Regions from separate parts of the Canis lupus genome. Here region 1 is linked to region 2. Evidence: chromatin contacts called from public Hi-C data. All regions are on one chromosome and are shown on one strand. The core of a region is the stretch at or near the end of the contact, and the rest is flanking DNA. Distances in the headings are between cores, read along the strand shown. Region 1 has its middle 30 kb from the start of GNAQ. Region 2 has its middle 110 kb from the start of GNAQ.

Region 1 (6,295 bases), core at 1,304-3,803, 76 kb after region 2:
CCTGGAAATTGATCTTCTCGCAAGATGTAAGGCTTTTAAAGTAAGGAATCCTCATCCTAAAAGGAAAACATTAATCTTCTGGAGTTTGAAACCTTTCTTCTCAGCTCTTCCTGCATTCCAAGGATGTGAGAGAGGAAGCTGGGCGTTTGTAGTCTGTAACAGGATCACCACAGGGTCACAGTGGGATGGCAGGGATTTAGATTTGCACAAGAAGTCAACAACTGCTTTCTAGTAGTTACCTTCAAATTCCCTGTTTTTGGGGACCATATCCTTCTCCTTCAGTTTTGAGCCTTGTAAGTTTCAGACGGAACCATGTTGGTTTTCAGTGTAAAATAGTAATATTACCCAGTTTTTATAAGGTTGTTGGGAGGGTGGGATGTGTTAAAGTGGAAAGCACTTTAGAAGAAAGCCTGGTAAGTAGACTGTGCCTGATATACACATTACTGTTGTTACTACTTGGTGTGTGTGTGTGTGTGTGTGTGTGTGTGTGTGTTATCTGTTCTTTTTTAATTTGTATTTTTTATTGAAGTATTGTTGACATACAGCATTATCATAGTTTCAGGTGTACAACAATGATTGAACATTTATATATGTCACAAAATGATCACCACCATAAGTCTAGCCACCATCTGTCACCATAAAGATACTACAGTGTTATTGACTACTGTCGTTGTTAGTATTTAAGAATGACAAGATGACAACCTTTGGCTTAAAAAAAGGGAATTAGAAACATTTCACATGAAGGACTGTACTTAACATGGTTGTGGCTTGTTCATGGACCCACTGAAGGTAGCTCAGGAATCATCATCATTGGAAAAACATCCCATCTTGGTTTTGAGTGCAAACTGATTACTGCCCTCAGTGTGTCAAACAGAAAATCCAAATCAAAAAGGATACTGAATATTTTGGGTAAAGTTATTACTAGCTATTACTAGTGAATACTTCCTTTATGTCCTATAATTATAAAGGATTAGATTTAATGACCCTGTAAACCTAATGGTTTATAATTTAATCCATAAAATTCTTCCAAGTGATTTGAAGGAGGCAAATTAAATACCTGTTCTTATCATTTCATATTTATACTAGTCAAACTTTCAGTGAGTTTTTTGGAGACTTTTTCTTTTCCAGAAATATCCAGCAAAATTCTTAAATGGTTTACCAAACTTCACATTAATAGAACTTACCACTTAAAATTACCCACATTTGCTTTGTGTATGAATAGAAATCGACCATAACAATGATTTTTCTTCGATGACTTCAGAGAGGAGCAAAATGTCTAGAAAATCTCCCCATCTCCTGGACACTTACCTTGGAGCAGTGACTGCGGATTTTGAACATTTTTGTGTTGCTAGCATAAAGTGTGTCATGCCTGTGTCTTAAATTATTTCAGACTTGCCAGCTCTTACTCTGTGGTTAGGCAGCAGAGACCCAATGGTTTAAAAGAAATCATGGTTTGTTCAGGACCAAATTTCGTGAAAATGGGGCGTGGTGCCCCGAATGCTAATAGGCAGTTTTCTCTGGACACCACCGTTGCCTTCCTTAGAGAGGCTTGGTTACTGTGTTGGTAGTTAGCCCAGGAGTGAGTGAGGGTGGTTTGTCAGCTTAATACCCCTGTGGCAAGAATTGAGGCCTTGTTGCCAGGCCGGGTTTTGCTGTCAGCCAGCTCTAGATTTAGTCTGGTCTCTTGATACAGCTCTGTGCTCCAGTTTGTCTGTCTACAGTAGATGAGGGGTTTGGGGTGGAGGATCTTGAAGGCTTTTGGAGCTCCTGGGTCCCTAATTTTTTGCCCCATTAGCCCTAACTCTGAAACATGAGAAGCTTTCTTAAGCGCTGATGTGAGTTCATTAGGATTTGATGTTAAACTGTCCAGGAAATTCTGAGGCATGAGGAAAGTCACACAGCTGGTATGCTCAGCAATGTTAATGAGTGACTCTTGGTATCATTCTCCTGTTTTACCAAGTGTCCAGCTGCTTCTGAAACAGTGTGAAAATTCTCATGTTCTCAGTTCTCTTCCATAAACCATACCAGGATGGAATGGTGGCCACATTGACAGTGCATTAGATACACCTTCCTTTCCTCGGACACTTACTGAACCGAAGGAGGATGACTTCCCATTAACTGGAATTCTCTAAAACCATCTGCCATGTGGCTGAGCTGAATAAATTAGGGAAAAAAAAGTTCTAAAGAGGATGGAAATATAGTTACAGTGCCTCTTTCAACAGAAGCCAACTGAACTCTGTCTCCATGATATTAGCATTTGCTGGTATCTAATACAAGCAGAGGAAAAAAAGTGGACTTTCAAAATCACATGATCAGCTAAGGTGACGAGGAAATGAAACTGTTTTTATTATGTCGTCTCCAACATATCTTAAACTTCTTTCTGGAAGAAAGCATAACGTTTTGTGCCGCTCAATTAAGTAGGACACAACAGACTTGTGACCAGATTTTTCAGTTTGATGAGAATGGAGAATTAAATGTTTGTGACACCGAGGGACGATGTCAGTGGAATCGGTTCTTTAACACTAGGTACATGCTGGGGGAGGATAGATTCCAAAGGCCAAGTTGGATTTTGAGGAAAGGGCTGGGCTGCTGTAGGTCCTAAGCTAAGTCTCTGGCTTTGTCATTGTTGCTTGTTTCTGCCTCCTGGCCAGCCCAGCTGTGTTCGATGGACTTTCTTCGTTTTGATAGCCACAACATTTATTATCTGTTCAAACACAGGCAGATTAAGTACGTAAGAGGATTACTTTACTTAACAAAGCAGTCACACATGAACTCTCTGCTCATATTTTGTTTTTGTTTTAAGAGAAGAAGGCCTGCCACCGGGTTTAGGTGTGCAGGGATGTCGCGCGTGGTAGGGCCCCTGGGGAGACTGACCTGGGAAGCAGTTACTCATTGGAAGGGCATATCCCTTCCAAATGTGCATATTGCAAGTCTAGCCTGTGTCAGATTTCACTCTGAGAAAGGGCAGAGGGGAGACATGTCACTCCACCATGCAGGTTTTTAGTCGAACTTACACCAACTTTTGGACTTTGCCTTAAAAACAATGGACTATTTTCAAAGCATAGAGATCTTTTTTCATATCATAAACATGGAAGTTAACAATAAACACTCAGAGGTGATTTTGTTGAGAGACAGCAGGGAATAATTAGGGGTTCTTGCACTTTGGTGCACAGCAGAAGCATCTCAAGAACTTGTCAAAATACACTTGGTCCCACACCTCCAGGGATGTGGCGCAGCCCCCCCTCCGTCCCCGCCCCCCCCCCCCCCCCCACACACACACACACACTGCCACAGGCCTGGGTAAGGAAGTCTCTGAGCAAGCAGCAGAGGAAAGACAGTGGAGGAGACAGTAGAGGAGTGTCTGCCGCACCTGACCTTCCTCCTCTGACCTCCTGCCATGTTGTTAACAGTGATTTCCAGCTGGTAGGATGAGTGGAAAGGATGCTGCAGCTGTTGGAGTGTGTGATTCTGTCCCTAATCTACCTTAAAAATATTTTTTTCATGTTCATTAAAACCCCTCTAATAGTGAATTATAGGGAATCGCTCACTTTGATAGGGCTGTTAAATATTTCTCTCCTTTCCCTGGTGGAAATATTTTTCATGGTTTCCCATTCTCAACTTTGTCTTTTTGTGTGAGTCACTAGCATGACATCAGATATTTCATTTTTGTTCATTATTTATTAATAGACAATTCTTAGACACTTACCTATGAATTATTAAGCAATAATAGATGGAGTGAAACACATGTTGAGTTTAGTACTAGTCAAATGACACATTTCTGATTTAGCATGGTAACTGAATTTGGAAATCATTATATAAATTAAATGTATATATAATTAAGTTAATGGGTATTTTGTATTGAAATTTGATAAATAACTTAACAGCTTTGTAAAAGATAAAAATTATTTTTTTCCTGTAATCTTTTCATTTCCTAACTGTTTTAAGTCAATCATTTGAAAATATTACGAGTCCTTTGGAATAAAGGCACATTTGTATATTGGTAATATACCTGTTTTCTATTTTACTATTTGTGTGTGCCATTGGCACTTTTGTTACAGAACTATTGAAAGTTGGGAGAAGGGGGGCAGCCCGGGTGGCTCAGTGGTTTAGCACCACCTTCCGCCCGGGGTGTGATCCTGGGGACCTGGGATCGAGTCCCACATGGGGCTCCCTGCGGGGAGCCTGCTTCTCCCTCTGCCTGTGTCTCTGCCTCTCTCTGTATCTCACGAATGAATAAACAAAATCTTTAAAAAAAAAAAAAAAAAAAAAGAAAGTTGGGAGAAGGGAAGAGAATCTTTTGTGAAACAAATATCCCCTGCTTGTGCTGTTTTTATTTTTATTTGGACCTGACATATGCAGGAAAAGTTCTTTGAAAGTACAATGTAAGAGATTTCATTATTTTCTTCTCTGTTTTCTAGAACTGTTAGGTCATATTTTATCTCAGAGTAACTTTTAGAACAACAACAATAACTTCTTCTTAAACATAAAGATGACTTTATATCTCCTGCTTAATTAAATGCAACCCACCTGTAGGCATATTTTTCCATTTTATTAAGTGGGTTGGAGCAACACGAAAATACTGATACTGCCTAATTTCAGTCTCCCTAAGAGACTTTTTAACAAATAGAGAATTGGATGTACTTGAGTTTTGTCTTATTGCTCACTTGTGATTATTCTAATGATCATCAGAAGGCCTTTGGGCAGGTAACTGGAAGGAGTTGGGGTGAGGAGCAGAGCTGCTTCGTAATGTAAAGAGCAGCCTGCAATGATTGCCATCCACCTTGGCCTGGATCAGTAGACCTGCTTCATGTCCTATTGATCCTTGGGGCAGAGTGAATGCTCAAAGAACTTATTTAGGAAATTATGAAAGAAATACTAGCTTTCTTTGAGATCATTCAGAACTCTCGGATCTGGTGACTTATTGAGACAACCCTCTTCATGGTCCTTCTCATGAAGTGAATGTGGAGAATCATGAGAGTGGGCAGTAGAAAAGTTCTTGGAGTTCATCTTACAGCCCATCCTCTTTAAAAAGGAGCCCTTTCTCTGGTATACAAATGAGGGACTGAGAATAGATGGAGCTTTATATGGAGAGGTTGGCCATCTACATGAAAACACTACATAAATAAAATGTACAGTGAGAGATACTTTGTCATGTATAACTTGTAAAATGAAAGTGAAGGTTATTTGTGAAAGACGAGTGTATGCATATCATCAGCAGTGGCCAGTGAATTAAATAAACAGTGAAGATGATTCTAGTTGACTATAATCTTGGTTGGCTATGTTCATCTTTTATATTTTACACATGTTCCTTAAGGTAAAATATACTGGAGTGAAGGTAGAGGATATGAATCTTGCCATCAACAGTGCTTTTAATTTTATCCAAAGAATGAAGATTCTTTTTTCAAATGAAAGGAGTTGTTTTATAGCCTATTTTTTATAGCCTATTTTAAATATATTATTGAAGCTTCCAACAACAATATAGCACTTTTAGTAGCTGCCCATTATTCTGTTGATGGATGGGATCTGGTATATTGCACTGAGACCCTATGTATTGATTTATTTAGGTATTTCCAATTTCTACCTATTATGTTCTATCTTTGCTTTTTTCCCAAACCATGAGAACATTGCATTGACTATCCCTGGACATACATCCTTTTTTTTTTTTTTTTTTAAAGGTTTTGTTTATTTATTTATTTGAGAGACAGAGTATGAACATTGGGTGGGGGGAGTTGGGGAGAGGGGCAGAGGGAGAAGCAGACTCCCCGCTGAGCAGGGAGCCCAATGCGGGGCTCGATCCTGGGACTCTGAGGTTATGACTTGAGCTGGAGGCAGATGCTTAACCAACTGAGCCACCCAGATGTCCCTTTCCACACATCTTTTGACACTAGTTAACTGGTTCTTTTATAAAACATATTTATTTAATGAAAAACAAGTGCAGTGCATGCGCATGGTAAAAAATTTCAAATAGCACAGATGTATAAAATGAGAGGAAAAGCCTGCCTTTCCTTTCCGCATTTCCTCCCTAGAGATAACCACTTCTAAACATTTCCTCATGTATCTGTACAGACATTTTTAGTTTTTAATGCACGAGGAGGAAGACATTGAAATAATCCAAGATGTGGAATGGATGGACAATAGGATGGAAACGAGCCTGGGAGTGTAGCTGTGCCTGTAGCAGTGCCTCATGGGCTACACATGCCAGAGCAAATGGCTGCTGGTGTAGATCTCAAAGATGGAATTTAAATATGTTGTAATGTTTTCCTGGATCACATGCAGTGGTAGCCATCAAGTATAG
Region 2 (5,855 bases), core at 2,809-5,308:
GGAACAGGAGCAGTGCAGGCTTTTCCCTCCCCAGGAGCTCTTTTTACAAGAGTTCAGCCTTTCACTCTGTTATTCTAGGATCACTCCTGGAGACCGAACTATGCCCTTGACTGTTCTTCTTTATCAGTCCCACTGGAGAGGGTGACAGGAACATGGGGACAGGTGTCCATTTCAAGATACCATGGAAAAGGTGACAGTCATATCATTTTCCTCTGGCATTCCATGCCCCTAGGGTTGTGTGGTTTGCTTTTCAGCCATCTAGTAATTGCCCTTGAATTCTCAAAATGGTTTATCATATCACTATCTGTTTGGGGATGACTTGGAAATGTTGATTTACTTTAAGTGATGTAGATATGTATTTGTTGGAAACTTGCATCCAAATGTCCCCTTTCCTGTGAAGTGTCCTCCAGTTCTCTCCAACAGAACCAGTTACTCCTGCCTTTATTATCTTGTCTATCCCAATTTTAATACAAGTTGATTTTATTCTGTCTTTAATTAATGGCTGTTCAGAGTCTCATGCCTTAAGACTGAAAGCCTACTGAGGGCAAGGACCACACTGTGTTCACCTGGGGATATCTCACTTCCTTCTTTACACACAGTAGGCAATGAATATATGTTAATTTAATGAGCTGGGACTTTGTAATGTGATCCAAGTTTGGGAACATATTTCAGAGTATTTACTTCCAAAATACAATCAATTACCTCAGGAGTTTCTACATGGATTTTGTATTTGCTTGGCAAATGCTTTCCAGATATATATGCAAAGGTTTCTGGAGAGAGCTGGGCTCTGACTTTGAATTTCTTTTCCTGTTTCCTCCTTGTCATCTATATATGGCTTCATCACTGTAGAGTATTGGCTTACTTCCTAATTTCTTTCCAATATTTGAAGAAACTTCCTCCTATTGATTTGTTTTATCCATACAAATATCTACTGAGTGCCAAGGAGTGGTCCTGATTCTGGGGACTCAGGGGTGACAAAATAGATTTTGATGGTACCTACAATGTGTTTAAACAGTGTAATTCCTTTCATCAAAAGTTATGTCAATTCTGTCAAAATGGATTGCCTCCTAGCTTGATAGTACAGTTTTGAGAGGCGTTTTCAAAAATCTGAGTCTTTGCCTAGGAAACCAGAGACCTGAAGCTTCCTGTCACTTGATTTTTTTTTTTTTTGATGTCTAATATCTCTTTGAAGCTCCTATATATACATATATTAGAGGATGCAAACTTATGATGTTTCCCCTGAAGCCATTTCTGCCTGTTGAATTTCCATCTTTGGGACACCTGGGTGGCTCGGCAGTTGAGCATCTGCCTTTGGCTCAGGGTGTGGTCCCGGGGTCCTGGGATCAAGTCCCACATCTGGCTCCCTGCATGGAGCCTGCTTCTCCCTCTGTGTGTGTCTCTGCCTCTCTCTCTCTCTCATTAATAAATAAATAAAATCTTAAGAAAATGAATTTCCATATTTAATTTCATTAGTCACTTTAAATTTCACAGAAAGTCTAGTGGCTTTTTTTAGGGTTCACATACAGGTGGTGAGGTTTGTGTTCTCTGCTTTCCTGGCCTATGTGAAATCGAATCATTTGCTAGGCCACATATTCTTCTAAAAAAGGGAGCCTAAAGTGTAGATCTAAGATCTCCATGACTTGTTTGATCCAGGTTCTGGCATGTGTGTGTGTCAAGGGGTGGAGGTGATGGCACCTGAAAGAAGGTAGTCACACACCTGTCATCCAAGAAGTCCATGTGCATTGTTGACCTGTAGCAATAGTAGTCATGACCTCACTTTATACTCCGGATAAGCAGGTTGCTCCAGAGGCATCTTAGAATACATAAAACGTGAAAAAGGGATTCCTTTCACAAAATACAATTTACTCTTGAGACCACAGTTTCCATTAAAGCAGGAAGCAATCTGAGTTTCACCTTTTGTAGCTATTAGGCCAACTAAAACCTGAATGAGCAGAGATTTTTTTTTTTTTTTTCATTTTTGGCCATTTATTCATTTTTCACAAGCACACATTTCAACGTAAAACGCCTCCATCGAATGTGGAAAAAGAAAACACTAGGATGGGATTTCGCTGGGGCAATCTTGTTTTCCCCCTTTCCCCCCTATTTTATTCTTTCCTTGCCTTCCCCATTATTTTGCATTTCCCCGTGAGTGGACCATAATTCAATCTCGGGGCCAGCAGGGTAAATTTGATCCCTTGGCTGTTAAACGCCGGGCGCCTTTTCAGAGAGGCAAGAGAGGAGCTTGTAAGCAACCCAGAGACAACCTCGACGGCATGAAAAATCGGAGGCTCTTGGAAAGTTGGGCAGCTCCATTTTGCAGCTCAGGATTCAGATTTCTATCTCGGGTGTAACTCTGTGGGCAGTGTGGCCTACGCCCCCGCCGCCCCCAGTCTCCCTCCGCGACCCAGTACCTTCTGTTCCAAGCCTGAAGTGGGGTCAGAGGTGAGCGAGACGCTTCTCTCACCGAATGGCGTTTTAGAAATAGGGACGGGGAGAAGGCAGGAGGGCCGGCAGGCGGCCCCGGGGCGCCGACCCGACCAGGACCCGGGGCGGGGGCGGGGGCGGGGGCCGGGAGTGCAGGGGGGCCCGGGGCGGCTGCATCCCGCGACCCCGCCGAGGCCCGAGGCCGCCATATTCCCGCTGCACCACGCCCGGGCGGCCGGCGGGCAGCGGCAGGTTGGGGCGGCCCGGGTCGGCCCTGGCGGGGGGCGGCCGCGACCGCCGCGCCCGCTGCCGCCTCCAGAGCCCGAGGGGCCGCCCCGCCGGGGAGCGGCAGGCGAGGCGAGAGCCGCCCGGGAGGCGCGCCGCGGCGGCTGGAGCCCAGGAAAGCCGCGCAGGAGGGGCCGGGCGGCCCCGCCTCCCCTCCCCCTCCCCCCTCCCCCCGCCTCCCCTCCCCCTCCCCCCTCCTCCCGCCTCCCCCTCCCCCCCGCCGCCGCCGCCGCCGCCTCCCTCCCGGATCTGTGCTCCAGTTCAGAGAAAGAAGAAAATGTGTGTGTGTGGCGAGGGGGAGGGCGAGCGCTGAGCAGCCGGGCCGGGGGTGGGCGTCCGGCGGAGGCGGGGCGGAGCGGAGCGGGGGCGGGGGCGGGGGCGGCGGCGGCGGAGCGCGGCGGGCGGTGGGCGCGGGCAGGGCCCAGGGCGCCCGGGAGCCGTGTCAGGCGGCGGCGGCGGCGGCGGAGGCGGGGAGCCGGGAGCCGGGAGCCGGGAGCGGGCGCGCCGGGCGCGGGGAGCCGTCGGCGGCCGCTCGCTGCGGGGACGCCCGGTGGATGTGCTCTCGCCGCCGGGCGCAGGGCTTCGGGGAGCCTCGGCGGCGGCGGCGGCGCGGGGGGCGAGGCGGGCCGCCCGTTCCCGGGGAAGGAGGCGCGGGCGTCTGAGCGAGGCCGGGCGCGGCGGCCTTCCCTCGCGCGCCCCCCGAGCCAGCGCCCGCGGCCGCCTCCCGCGCCCGCCTCGCTCCTCGCGCGCCGGAGCCGCCCGCTCCCGCCGCACCCCCGGCCCACCTGGTGCCCCGGCCCTGGCCTCGGCCCCCGCGGCGCTCCCCGAGCTCGTCCCGGACGCGCGCCCGGGCGGCGGGGGCTCGGCGGCCACCGCTGCCTCGGGGGAGCGAGGGCGGGAGGGCGTGTGTGCGCGCGTGTGAGCAGGGGGTGCCGGCGGGGCTGCAGCGGAGGCACTTCGGAAGAATGACTCTGGAGTCCATCATGGCGTGCTGCCTGAGCGAGGAGGCCAAGGAAGCCCGGCGGATCAACGACGAGATCGAGCGGCAGCTCCGCAGGGACAAGCGGGACGCCCGCCGGGAGCTCAAGCTGCTGCTGCTCGGTGAGTACGGCCCGCGGCCCGCCGCCCTGGGCCCTCCCGCCGGGCTGCGCGCGCCCCCCGCCCCCGGCCGCCGCCCCCCGCGGCCCCCGCGGCCCCCGCTCGCCCCTCGCCCCTCGCCCCTCGCCCCGACCCTCGGCGGGCGCGCCCCCAGCCGCTAACCTGCGCGGGCGCGGGCGCGGGCGCGCGCACCACCCCCCTCCGCGCGCGCCTACATGCGCGCAGACACCGCGCGGAGGGCTCGGGTCGGGGCTGCCCTGCCCCGGGCCTCGGCCTGTGCCTTTTGGTGTCCCCGAGGGCTGCGCCTTCGGGCCGGGCGTTTATCTGCCGAGCCTCGGCTACGCCGCAGAGCACTTCGGGGGAGAGGCGCGGGGGTGGAAGGTGGGCAGCGGGGTTGAACTTCCAGCGTCTTGGCCGCGGCGCCCGGTGCTGGAGAGGGGAGGGGGGTGTGTGGCCCGAGGGCGACGAGCCGTGCTGGGGCGCGTTGGGCGACAGCGTGCGGTGGGGTGGCCCGTGTGCATCCATTGTCAGTGCCTTCTGGGGTCAGCAGAGGCAGGTATGGTGGGCAGACTCGCGACCGGATTCCCGGAGAAGCGATGATGAGGGAGCCCAGCGGTCGGCGCTCCGAAGAAAGGGGGCTACGTCTTGGGGGGGGGGGGGGGCGGGCAGGCAAGCTCAGGTGTGTCACGCAAGTGCTGTGCTCTGGCCACCAGACCACCGAAAGCAGGGACCCTGGAGTTTCTTGACCAGTGGATGGTGACAGGCTGGCTTCTCGTCTGCACCATTCCTTCCAGATAAAGAGGACGGATACGCGAGGGTTGCGCTGTGTGGTTGTTGACAGCGACGGGTTTCTTTTGTTTAATGAGGCAACCCAGATGTAGGCCTGAATTCACAATAGTTACTACTGAAAACCAGCGCAGCCTCTCAGTTACTCTCACGGAAACAAATAGAAACCTTTTGTTTAAAACGGACAGCAATTTTTAATATCTTTGGGATCTGGGCTGGAAGGAAAACGGGAAGTGTATAGCGAAAATTTCCCTTTGATCTCCAAAAAAGCCCCAGCACTAAGTTATCAAGAAAAGGCTGTTTCTCAAATAGGAATTCTATTGATGATTATCTTTGAGAGAATGTTCACAGTCAAGGATCAGGGTACACATAGGAGCCAGCGTGACATAACTCTGAGCTATGGTGGTAGGAAGAGCAAATAGCTTTGCAGTAACAGGCCTGAAAAATGTCTGCACTTGTGTTCAAGATACTTGCGTGTATAATAAATATGTTCCTCAGACGTGGCTGGAAGAAAGAAATATTGTATTGTCACTTCAGATCCGGGAAGCATGCGGCTTCTTTCTTGAGCATTCCATCTCCTGGTTCAAGGAACCAGCTGCCTTTGGGACTCAAGTGCTTATCTACTGGATCATTTACAAGGGGGAACAAAATATAATGATCACAAATAATTACAAATGGTTAACTCATATGCCATGCTTTATGTCTTCATCTTGAAACCAGATTAGATAAATGTGCACATGTTTATAAAGAACAGAAGGCAGAGCGCTGGATAAAAGAGGTGGGCTTTAGGGAATGAAGCCAGGGAAGGGGAAAACTGCAGTTGGAAAAATGAAAATTAAAAAGTGTTTTATTCTCATTTTGGGCTACTTCTAACGGCTGAATAATGTGTAATTGAATATGTTGCGGATTCTCGAGATTGAGAAAAATAGAGAGGGGAAGAGAAATAGGCATAGAGTGTGTAAGTGCATGATAAAGGGGGAAAGCATGTGTTTTACAGATACTTAAGAAAGGGTTTTCTTTTTCCCTGTTTACAGTCTTTGTTCATGGTTAGCTGTGAATACAGCATTTGAGATCTCCCAAGCCATCCCTGTTGTCTGAAATGTGACAGCTTGAGGTTCCTAGCCGCTGAGTGAGAACCCAGGGGGTTTGTCTGTTTGAAGGCCTCAGTTTGAATGTCTTGGAAGAAGACTTTTAGGCAAATGCACATATATGGACACTTAATTACATACTGTGTATTTAAATAACATGAGGTGCTTTAAAAA

Evidence for each region. Hi-C and Micro-C count contacts between places; a contact is called where the count stands out from the background.
Region 1: a Hi-C map of liver shows a contact between it and region 2, with 2.1 times the contacts expected there. The contact joins two enhancer-like sites. A contact is called at or near these places in 4 of 9 Hi-C or Micro-C datasets (amygdala, blood and liver).

What each region holds. Positions count from the first base shown.
Region 1 is chr1:81,350,243-81,356,537 of UU_Cfam_GSD_1.0, forward strand. No RefSeq gene overlaps it. Among named protein-coding and RNA genes, the nearest start is that of GNAQ, 30 kb to the right of the region's middle. Within about 2 kb of position 2,554, at least 2 of the 20 cell types and tissues checked have an H3K27ac peak or open chromatin away from gene starts, as enhancers often do. A contact at or near this core is called in liver, where this site is marked.
Region 2 is chr1:81,272,408-81,278,262 of UU_Cfam_GSD_1.0, forward strand. No RefSeq gene overlaps it. Among named protein-coding and RNA genes, the nearest start is that of GNAQ, 110 kb to the right of the region's middle. Within about 2 kb of position 4,059, at least 10 of the 20 cell types and tissues checked have an H3K27ac peak or open chromatin away from gene starts, as enhancers often do. A contact at or near this core is called in liver, where this site is marked.